Regions from separate parts of the Ctenopharyngodon idella genome. Here region 1 is linked to region 2. The links are chromatin contacts, called in public Hi-C maps. All regions are on one chromosome and are shown on one strand. The core of a region is the stretch at or near the end of the contact, and the rest is flanking DNA. Distances in the headings are between cores, read along the strand shown.

Region 1 (5,031 bases), core at 2,220-4,719, 130 kb after region 2:
GCAGTGTGTATGTGCTGTGGATCATTATTACTCATTTTGATTAAAGGAGCGAGATGTAGGCTACCGTCAGAAATATTACTCTCGGTTCCCTGCTGTGTTTTGGGCGAGGGGCGTGTGGAGGTGGGTGGGATGAGAGACAGAGGAAATATTTATTCACTGCCCTGGCAACTGGATCAGACATTAATCTCAATTCAGGGCCATGAATAACTTTCTTCTCCGTGTCTTTTTTTGATTGCATAATGTTGACACCCGCGGTCGGTACGCTGACTAACGCCGAGAGATGTGTCATTCTGAGGTACTTTTACATTAGTAATCGCATTAAATAAATATTTTAAATCCTCACAAGACTATTTGACTTTAAGGCCTTTAATCCGAGCAATTATAAACTATATTTTGTGTGTAAATCAATTACCAGTCCACTATGTATTCAATGTGTTTTAAAAGAAATATGCTAAAAAACAAAAAACTGATCAACCAAGCAATCACCGTGAAACTGTAGCCTTTGTAACACTGACACCCAGGGGCATCTGTTAGTATTTTTTTGTAAATTGAAACTTCAGAATAAACTTTGTTTAAATTTTAGTTACATTTGTGCTTTCTCCTCTTGTCCATATTAATGATTTGCAGGCTATATTTGTGTCATGATAACTGATTTAGTGTCATATCAGATTAGACTATAGTGATGAATAATTTTATATAATAATCATAAAAATCAGCACAGCAGTTTAATAAAACTAAAGATATTAAAATCCAGGTATGACTTGTAATTGTAATTAAACACATTCAAAGTGAACTCACTCAGTGCTTATTTCTCCATTAGTCAGTCCTGATTACTGTCTCATTTGGAGTTGTTATGACTCTACAACTACTAAATCGTTTTCCGATCTAATTGATTTTAAAGGCATTTTAATAACACTGGCAAAGATTTGTCATCTGGTGCATGGCACAAAAGAAAAATACAAGTAAGCTATGAGTGAAATGAATAGTAGAAAAGGTTTTTAGGCTTAAATATTATTTGCATTTTTAAATATGTGTTGTGTACATGTTCTCCATATTTGTTATTGTATTCTGTATTAATCCAATGGGATTATTATTTTATTGTGCAATGAGTGGCCTGGATATCTCTAGGCCAGAGGAGCTTATCCTCATCAAGTATGTAGTCAGCACTTTGGAAAAGGTCTTTAAAGTTCACGGACTGACAAAACACAGACCTTATGTAGCCTACTTGCACTTGAACACACACTGACCGTCTTTGACGAGTATGTTGACATGCAGGTGTGTGTATGAACAGTACAATGCATCAAAGCATTGTGAAGATTGTAAGACGGGTACTTCTCCCCTGCATACTGTATATAACAAGATTATTATAGTGAAATCATACCATCAGTGTGCTGCTTTGCATATATATCACTTATAAAAGTTAGTTAAAAGGTTAGTTCCTGTCCTCGATTCTGATTGGTCAATAGCTGTGTTTTATTCACAATAAAACACGGCTATGACCGCTTTACCCAACGGTTCTGTGTATCACTACACAACACCCTTAGCAACCACTCTTAGCAACATAAACTGTTTGTTCTCAATTGATATTGTTCATTGAAGCTTACTGTATTATGTAGAGAAGTATTGTGAGAAAAAGATCGAGTGAGCGAGTTTATTACCTGCATTCAGATTTAGCATTTTCCTTCAGGTCAGTCCTGTTCATAATAAAATTATCTTGTCTTTTTAACAGTTAAGGGGTTTTCCCGTGACTGACAGCGCTAGTCAAAGCATTTGTCAGTTGCGTCTTGTTCCGTGTTCACAACAATTCAGTCTTTTCAATGTAAAAGTCTTCGCTACTGACTGACACACTCATAAAGTCTTTGCCGCCATCTAATGGCGTAATAATGTAACTTCTGTTGCTGTTCACGGTCAGGGACTATTTTTTCCGACACTTAGTGAAGGTTTACTTCATGAAAGTTGCATTGATACATGTTTTTGGCTTTAATATTTGAATTGTGTGGTAACCGTGTTATAAAAGCAATAAGGTACTCAAGGCTAGTGCTGTATCATGAATAAGTCACAGCTGAAAGGGTTGCAGGCACACCGCGAAACACCCTTCAGCCGTGACTTATTCACAATACAGCACAGCCTTGAGTACCTTATTGCTTACGTATATAATCCGGTGTGTGTGTGTGTGTGTGTGTGTGTGTGTGTGTGTGTGTGTATGTGCAAGTGTGCGTGTGTGAAGAACATTTTAATAATCCAAGGAATTTTTTCCACTATAAAAAACCTTTTGCGCAATGGAAAGTTTCCATGGATGTTGAAGGTTCCAGATACCAATGAAGAACCTTTATTTTTAAGAGTGTAACCATTTTGATTTTAGTTTTCACTGTGGTCTGAAGTGGTACGTGTCCAGACAAAGTGCACCTCCCTCATGAACTAGGCCAGACTTCTCTAGATCCTATTTTTATAAAACTAAAAATAGTAAGAGCAGAGGGCAGAAGGGATTATGACTCAGATTGTCTGAATGATTCACAGGATTGAGTGATCAAGATGTATATAGGCAGTGGTTTCAACATTTGGATCCAGGGAACCCCTCCACATCCAGACTCTCAGCCAAACAAGGGACCCCCCAATGTAAAAATGCTAGATTTCCTAACATTTTAGTGACATAACTTTGATTAATAGCTTTAGTAAACATTACTGCCTTCTGTAATACTTAACATATCATTAATGTACCACATTTATTATTTGAAATATATAGAATTTTTTTTAAACCCGTTGCAAGACCTTCATGGACACCCAGAGCTGGGACCCATATGTCTAAATGCATTTTCACTTATTCCATTTTCAGTGATGAAAGTGAATAATTTTTCTGTAGTATTTTGTGGCCTTAAAGGGGTAGTCCACCCAAAAATGAAAATTACGTCATTAATTACTCGCCCTAATGTTGTTCCACACCCGTAAGACCTTTGTTCATCTTCGGAACACAAATTAAGATATTTTTGATGAAATCCGATGGCTCAGTAAGGCCTGCATCGTCAGCAATAACACTCCCTTTTTCAATGCCCAGAAAGCTACTAAAAACATACTTAAAACATTTCATGTGACTACAGTGGTTCAACCTTAATATTATAAAGCGACTAGAATACTTTTTGTGCACCAAAAAATTTAAAATAGTGACTTTATTCAACAATATCTAGTGATGGGTGATTTCAAAACACTGCTTCATGAAGCTTCGAAGCTTTACGAATCATTTGTTTCGAATCAGTGGTTCGGAGCACGTATCAAACTGCCAAAGTCACGTGAACTATTGAAGTTTCAAAACACTTATGACGTAAGGAAGCCTCGTTTACTGAAATCATGGGATTTTGGTGCTCTGAACAATTGATGGTGAACTAACCCTTTAAACCTAAATGATTTTAATTTGAACAGGTAAAAATAGTCAGATCATGTTTAATGTTCTGACATGAGACCCTCAGGGAGCCCTTGAACCTGAACTGGAACGCTCTGTGTACTAAATGTTGAATTATAGCAAAGCTCTTGATCTTGTTTCAAGCTAATTGATTCAGACATGGATTGATATGAATAATCTCTTGTAGTCATGTGATCCAAAATAGCCCTTGTGCTGAATCCCAAGCCAGTAGAGCACCTTTGCTGAAAGGTTGAGGTTACTTTTACACTTTGGTAAATATTGAAAATTTTAACTTCAGGTTTTTCTGATATTTTTAAAGATTTGTATCCTAAATCAGACATTTTCAGTGTTGTATCATCATTTTGTGGGACTTAAAGGGTTATTGGGATGTCTGGATCAGGGAGAACTCCAGGAAAGTGAAGCTGCCAGATGTGATCATGGACATTTTTTGTTGAGAAGCAGAGCTTGTGTTTTTTATTGCCATCTTTCGTGATGGGTCAGCGACTCAGTGAGGATTCTGACGAAAAAGAAATTGATGTTGCAGAACTGCAGGAGTGGTATAAAAAGTTTGTGGTGGAATGTCCGAGCGGAACCCTCTTCATGCACGAGTTCAAGAGCTTCTTCGGGGTAACGGAAAACCCGGAAGCGGCAGATTACATAGAAAACATGTTCCGTGCTTTTGATAAAAATGGGGTAAGTGATTCAATTTCAGTTAACTTACAAAAAGTAGGCATAAACACTCTCTAGGAGACTGTGTAGAAAATACTTGACACTCAAAAATAACATAATATAATTATATAATATACTGTATATTCCTGTGGCATGTTGTACCTGAACTTCATAGAATTCTCAGAATTTTTGACAGGTCAATCCTATTTTCTCTTTCCCTTTCATTTTTTTCATAGGACAACACTATTGATTTTCTGGAATATGTTGCAGCCTTGAATCTAGTGCTGCGAGGAAAGTTGGAGCACAAACTGAAATGGACTTTTAAAATGTATGACAAGGATGGGAGTGGCTGCATCGACAAAACAGAGCTCAAGGAGATTGTGGAGGTAATCATCCCTCGTGTCCTTTTCTGATTGTCAATCAGACCGACTTAAACATAAGTTAAGATTACAATTCTTCAGTGGTTTACTTAAGAAAAAAGCATTTGCATTTGTACTGAGATTACAATTTCATGACTGGTTTCATCACTTTCACCTTGACATTTAAACTTACAAGTGAGATGTTTACAGGGGATTAATCCATATGTCCTCTGTGATAGCAGGACATTTGTGTGCCAAGATGCTATAATAGTTTTTAGTACCACTGTAAAGAAGACATTTATGCGTTTATGATTAAAATATGCACCTTTACTTTACTTTTATAGTCAATCTACCGACTAAAGAAAGCCTGCCATGGTGAACTTGATGAAGAGTGTAACCTACTGACCCCAGATCAGGTGGTGGACCGAATATTTGAGCTAGTGGATGAGAATGGAGATGGTAACACCTACTATGATTCATTATTTTTCTAGACAGGCTAGCCAAACACTAGTCTTTTTTCATTGATGTTAATAATTTATTAAACTGTGGAAAAAAGTCGAGCTTTCTGCTTAAAGGCAGCCTTTATAAAGCAGCTGATGCTGAGTTTCT
Region 2 (5,327 bases), core at 2,365-4,864:
TATCTAGATTGAGGCAAACCTTTTTACCTCTTTTGTAAATAATTACATAATAACATCCACCTTCAATCATATGTCCATGCTTTTTAGTAGACGGGTGCAAAATGAGTCCCATGCAAGCATAATGTTTTGGAATGTAATGGATCTTGGAGTCAAGGCAAGTTAATCAGTCACAGCATGTGACAAATCTAAAGCTGTGAAATAGAATTAGGATGTTTGTTTTTATAGAGTGCCATTCTGTTGGGGTGGCATCTCTTCAGAAACACTGATGCATGGCATAGATAGCTGGCAGCAGTCACATTGACAGAAGCACAGAGTACTCCCACACACAAGACCAAACACTGATAAGTCTTACAGCATTCCAGAAAATGACTGGAAACAGCTTTGCACAGTATATCTACTCTACACTCACATGATGTGGGCACACGAAATGCTGAGTGTGTGGGAAATTAACTGAAAAGGGAGAAACTTTGAATTCATTTGCAGCCTTTTACATTTATACATCTTTGATGACAAACCGTTTAAAAATCTCTTATTTATACTTCACTGACCTTTCAAATGCAAGTCTCTCTTTGTGAAAAACGTTTGCCAGTTTTTGATGAAAACATTTCTAAAATTAGATCTCAATCATAAACCCGCAATTTTCACCGTTTGGAAAGTCCGATGGAGTTTGATTTGTTTAAGCGGGAATTCTAGCAATACGTCAGGGTGAGAGCGAAAGCCAGGTTTGTTTGTTTCCTTTTTTTATCTTCGAAAAAGTGTACTGTCGAGGTCTTTTTGTACCTGTATCCAAACGTTTTACAATTGTATTTTTCAAAACTAGGTTATTCTAAAGTCATTAAATATATGCAATAATTTATATTTTTATTATTTAATATATTAGAATATTAAAATTTCATAGAAGTTGCAATCACCATACAGGTTATTCATATAAATAACCAATAGGTGGAAGCACTTGCATACGTGACAAATTTCATGATTTTAGCCCAGTGAAATTATGCTGAATGGGAGACTATACAATATTATATATATATATACACCGATCAGGCATAACATTATGAGCACTGACAGGTGAAGTGAATAACACTGATTATCTCTTCATCACGGCACCTGTTAGTGGGTGGGATATATTAGGCAGCAAGTGAACATTTTGTCCTCAAAGTTGATGTGTTAGAAGCAGGAAAAATGGCAAATGTAAGGATTTGAGTGAGTTTGACAAGGGCCAAATTGTGATGGCTAGACGACTGGGTCAGAGCATCTCCAAAACTGCAGCTCTTGTGGGGTGTTTCCGGTCTGCAGTGGTCAGTATCTATCAAAAGTGGTCCAAGGAAGGAACAGTGGTGAACCGGCGACAGGGTCATGGGCGGCCAAGGCTCATTGATGCACGTGGGGAGCGAAGGCTGGCCCGTGTGGTCCGATCCAACAGACGAACTACTGTAGCTCAAATTGCTCAAGAAGTTAATGCTGGTTCTGACAGAAAGTTGTCAGAATACACAGTGTGTTGCAGTTTGTTTCGTATGGGGCTGCATAGCTGCAGACCAGTCAGGGTGCCCATGCTGACCCCTGCCCACCGCTGAAAGCGCCAACAGTTTGAGGTGTTGACTTGGCCTCCAAATTGGGATGTGCTGAACAAACAAGTCCGATCCATGGAGGCCCCACCTCACAACTTACAGGACTTAAAGGATCTGCTGCAAACATCTTGGTGCCAGATACCACTGCACACCTTCAGGGGTCTAGTGGAGTCCATGCCTTGATGGGTCAGGGCTGTTTTGGCAGCAAAAGGGGGACCAACACAATATTAGGAAGGTGGTCATAATGTTATGCCTGATCGGTGTGTGTATATATATATTAGTTTTTTTAACGTTCAGATAAAGCCGACCCTGTGACCCTGCTCACATGATTAATAGCTATGCAGTGCACTATTTCATATTCATTGTTTTCCCACCTCTGTCTCTTTTTTTTGTGTTTAAGATGTTTGTGTTGGCCTGTCAGTGCAGTGGTTGAGAAGTTTGACTCAAGCATTCATTTCCTCCTGCTGACCTCCTGTCTTCAGCAGTGAACTCACACAGAGACTCTGCAGAGGTGATCGATCGGAGACAACAGGCAGTAATTCCTCCTCAGGAGAATGTGCAAATGAGATCAATTGATCGAGTTCACCATGGATGCAGTGAGGAGAGTCATAATTAGTTACACTGAATAGTCTGAGTGTGTGTTGTCTGCATGTTTGTTCATGAGGATCTCTGTCTTTGTTAGTATGCAAGAATCGGCTGCTCTTCAGAGTGACTGAAGGTCTATTTATTGCATTCAATATATTGTAACAATAAGACTTGTTATTGCTTGAGAAGACAATTAGCAGGGCAACAGAAATATTCACTCTATTCATCTGAAATGTCTTTTATGTCATGTATGGACCTAATACTTTAGCAACCTGTTTTTTTGTTTGTTTTGTTTTTTCTCATATATGTGTTTGTTTTTACCAATGCACACTTCCATTTTAATTCATTACCCCAATATGTGTTTTGCTCATTAACTGTCTTTGTGGTAGTCAGAGATTTTTCATTACAGGCTAAATGAGGTGCTGTTGCATAATTAGCGCACATTTAAAGTGTGGTACAACTTGCTTTTAGGCCACAGCACAGCTAAGAGTATTGTATTCTTGCCTAATGACTTGAAAATAATGTGAAGGTTTACATTATCGCTCCATTTCCAAGGATACAGACCCATGACTGATTTATCTTCATTGCCTTTAATTATGTCATGCTTCACTTGTGGTTCTATACACAGCTGATTATTTGTAAGAAATTTCACACATGCACACACACACACATACCTTTTTCTTCTTTCTTTCTTTCTTTCTTTTTTACTTTGCTAGGCCATAATGGTGGCCTTTTTTTTTTTAAATAATGGCCTTTTCGCAGTCACGACTTTACCGTATGTGGCTAGACAGAAACTTATTTTCAAAACTGAACCTATCCTGAGAAATTCACTGGAATAAAACGTGACAAATAGTAACAGTGTTGCTGATACGCGACAATTTCACTAAATGCCAAAAGGGGGCAGTAGTGTTCCAAAATGACAGCTTGCACCGATGCACTTCATTACTGAGTCTGTCACTCACAGCAGCCCCATAACCCATGTTATTTGTTATAATAGTCGGAGCATGCGAGGCACAGGAGGATTCGAGGGAGGATCGCAACAGGATCACTAATTCTTCATTTCGAATGTCTAGCCTATATATCACGCATTCTAGTGGAAACATGAGGGCAATCGTAACTGAGCACAAACTTGACACTTAAAGCATGAATGATCTTTTTGTGTGTGTGTGTGTGTGTGTTTTTAAGTTCCACTGAATTAACAAATAAGATATCAATGATAATAATTTTATAGCAACAAGCAATTTTCTGTCGTTGCAAATAAGATTAATTAAAGCGATAGATTTCTTGTCTTGAACAGTCAACCAATTGAACTCTTGAATACTTTGAAGTTACATTAAAAGGATGTAAGATAAATCTATACTTGTTTTGATCCCAAGTGTTCACTTTGTAGTTCTCTGTCAAAGTAACTATACATCCAGGATGCAGACAGCGCGTGTGAGCATTCAGGGGAGGGCGAAGTAAGTGATGCTGAGCCAATGGAGATACTCGTGCGAGAAGCATCTGTCCGAAACCCAAACTAACCGCTGGCATAACGCTACTGTCTCCGGTATGAGATGCGCGTTGAGATGAAAATCTGATTGAAGTTTGAAGAAGCTCACTCTTATTCACTGACTTTTGGAAATTCGCTCGAGAAGGACAAAACAAGAAGGTAATAATACGCACGAGAAGGTTATTATTGAAAGTTTTTTCGTGTTATTTTGCATATAGCCTACTCGAGGCACATGGTGCTGACTGCAGTTTGTGCCTGTTTTTGAGAAGACCCACCTATAGCTTAATAATCTGTATTATGATATTAAGACATCACGTTTTAACGATTATAAATTAATTTATTATAATTTCTATAAAATATTTGACCGTCGAATAAAAAGCGTATCACATAAGCCTTATTGTCGTGTTTTAGGAACGCTGATGTTGGTTGCAACGAGTATCTTTATGATTTAATCTTGATTTCAGGATGTTTTGGTTGATGTAGTATGTACTATTTTTATATAAATGCATATTTTTGAGTTCAGGACTGGGTAAGGCGGTCCGCGCAGTGTGTCTTTGGTGTGTTTTCACGGGTTTTGGAGATGCTGTTCCGCATTAGGTCAGCACTGCACAACCCCCAACTGTTATAATGCTGAACTGCTACATACCTCTCAAGGATATGTTAAGAGAATGGCCGTTTCTATTATGGAGAATGGTTGTTTAGTGAGAGGCATCTAACTTTAGGCTATTATTCGCATGATTAAACAAATCCAATAACAACAAGAGCTTTTATTGTCACAGTACACAGTACAGCAATAATCTCGCTTAATTTAATCACCTGTTGCATAGCTGTTTTCTTTCATCTAAGATGGCATTTTAAATTTGGGATTAATGTTTCAACAAAACCATTTTACAAGATCATAGTAATGAAATCCGCAGTTGTGATCTTCATCTTTTTATGCTAATAGTTTGTGTACCTGTCTTAAGATGTAATTTCCACTGCTTTTGACTGAGAAAAGTTTTTTTTTTTTTTTTAGGTTAAAGGGTTAGTTCACCCAAAAATGAAAATTATGTCATTAATTACTCACCCTCATGTCGTTCCACACCTGTAAGTCGACATGACTGCAGTGGTTCAACCTTAATTTTATGTAGCAACGAGAATACATTTCGTGTGAAAAAAAACCAAAACTTTAATCAACAATATCTTCTCTTCTGTGTCATTCTCATACACTGTTTACGTTCAGCGCCGACTCATTATTGGCCGGCTCTGCGTCAGCATCACACGAATGCGTCGTGCTGCTCACGTGATCAGCCTCTGCCAATACTGAGTCTGCGTTAGAACCGGGAAGCACTGAACGTAAACAACGTATGAGAATGACACAGAAGAGAAGATATTGTTGAATAAAGTCGTTATTTTTGTTTTTGCGCACAAAAATGATTCTCGTCGCTTCATAGAATTAAGGCTGAACCACTGTAGTCACGTCAACTGTTTTAACGATGTCTTTAGTACCTTTCTGTACCTTGAAAGTGGTGGTTAAATTGTTGTCTATGGACGAGTCATATATCTCTCGGATTTCATAAAAAATATCTTAATTTGTGTTCTGAAGATGAACGAAGGTCTTACGGGTGTGGAATGACATGAGGGTGAGTAATTAATGACAGAATTTTCATTTTTGGTTGAACTAACACTTTAACATTAGCCAAGCA

The links. Hi-C and Micro-C count contacts between places; a contact is called where the count stands out from the background.
Region 1: a Hi-C map of muscle shows a contact between it and region 2, with 3 times the contacts expected there. The contact joins the promoter of guca1b here to the promoter of LOC127505263 in region 2. A contact is called at or near these places in 2 of 2 Hi-C or Micro-C datasets (both in muscle).

The regions. Positions count from the first base shown.
Region 1 is chr22:8,571,857-8,576,887 of HZGC01, forward strand. guca1b (guanylate cyclase activator 1B) reads left to right here and starts at 3,470. Exons shown (of 4, transcript XM_051880083.1): 1 at 3,470-4,087; 2 at 4,300-4,449; 3 at 4,767-4,881. The coding sequence starts at 3,887.
Region 2 is chr22:8,442,554-8,447,880 of HZGC01, forward strand. LOC127505263 (kelch domain-containing protein 8B-like) reads left to right here and starts at 3,615. Exons shown (of 7, transcript XM_051880704.1): 1 at 3,615-3,801.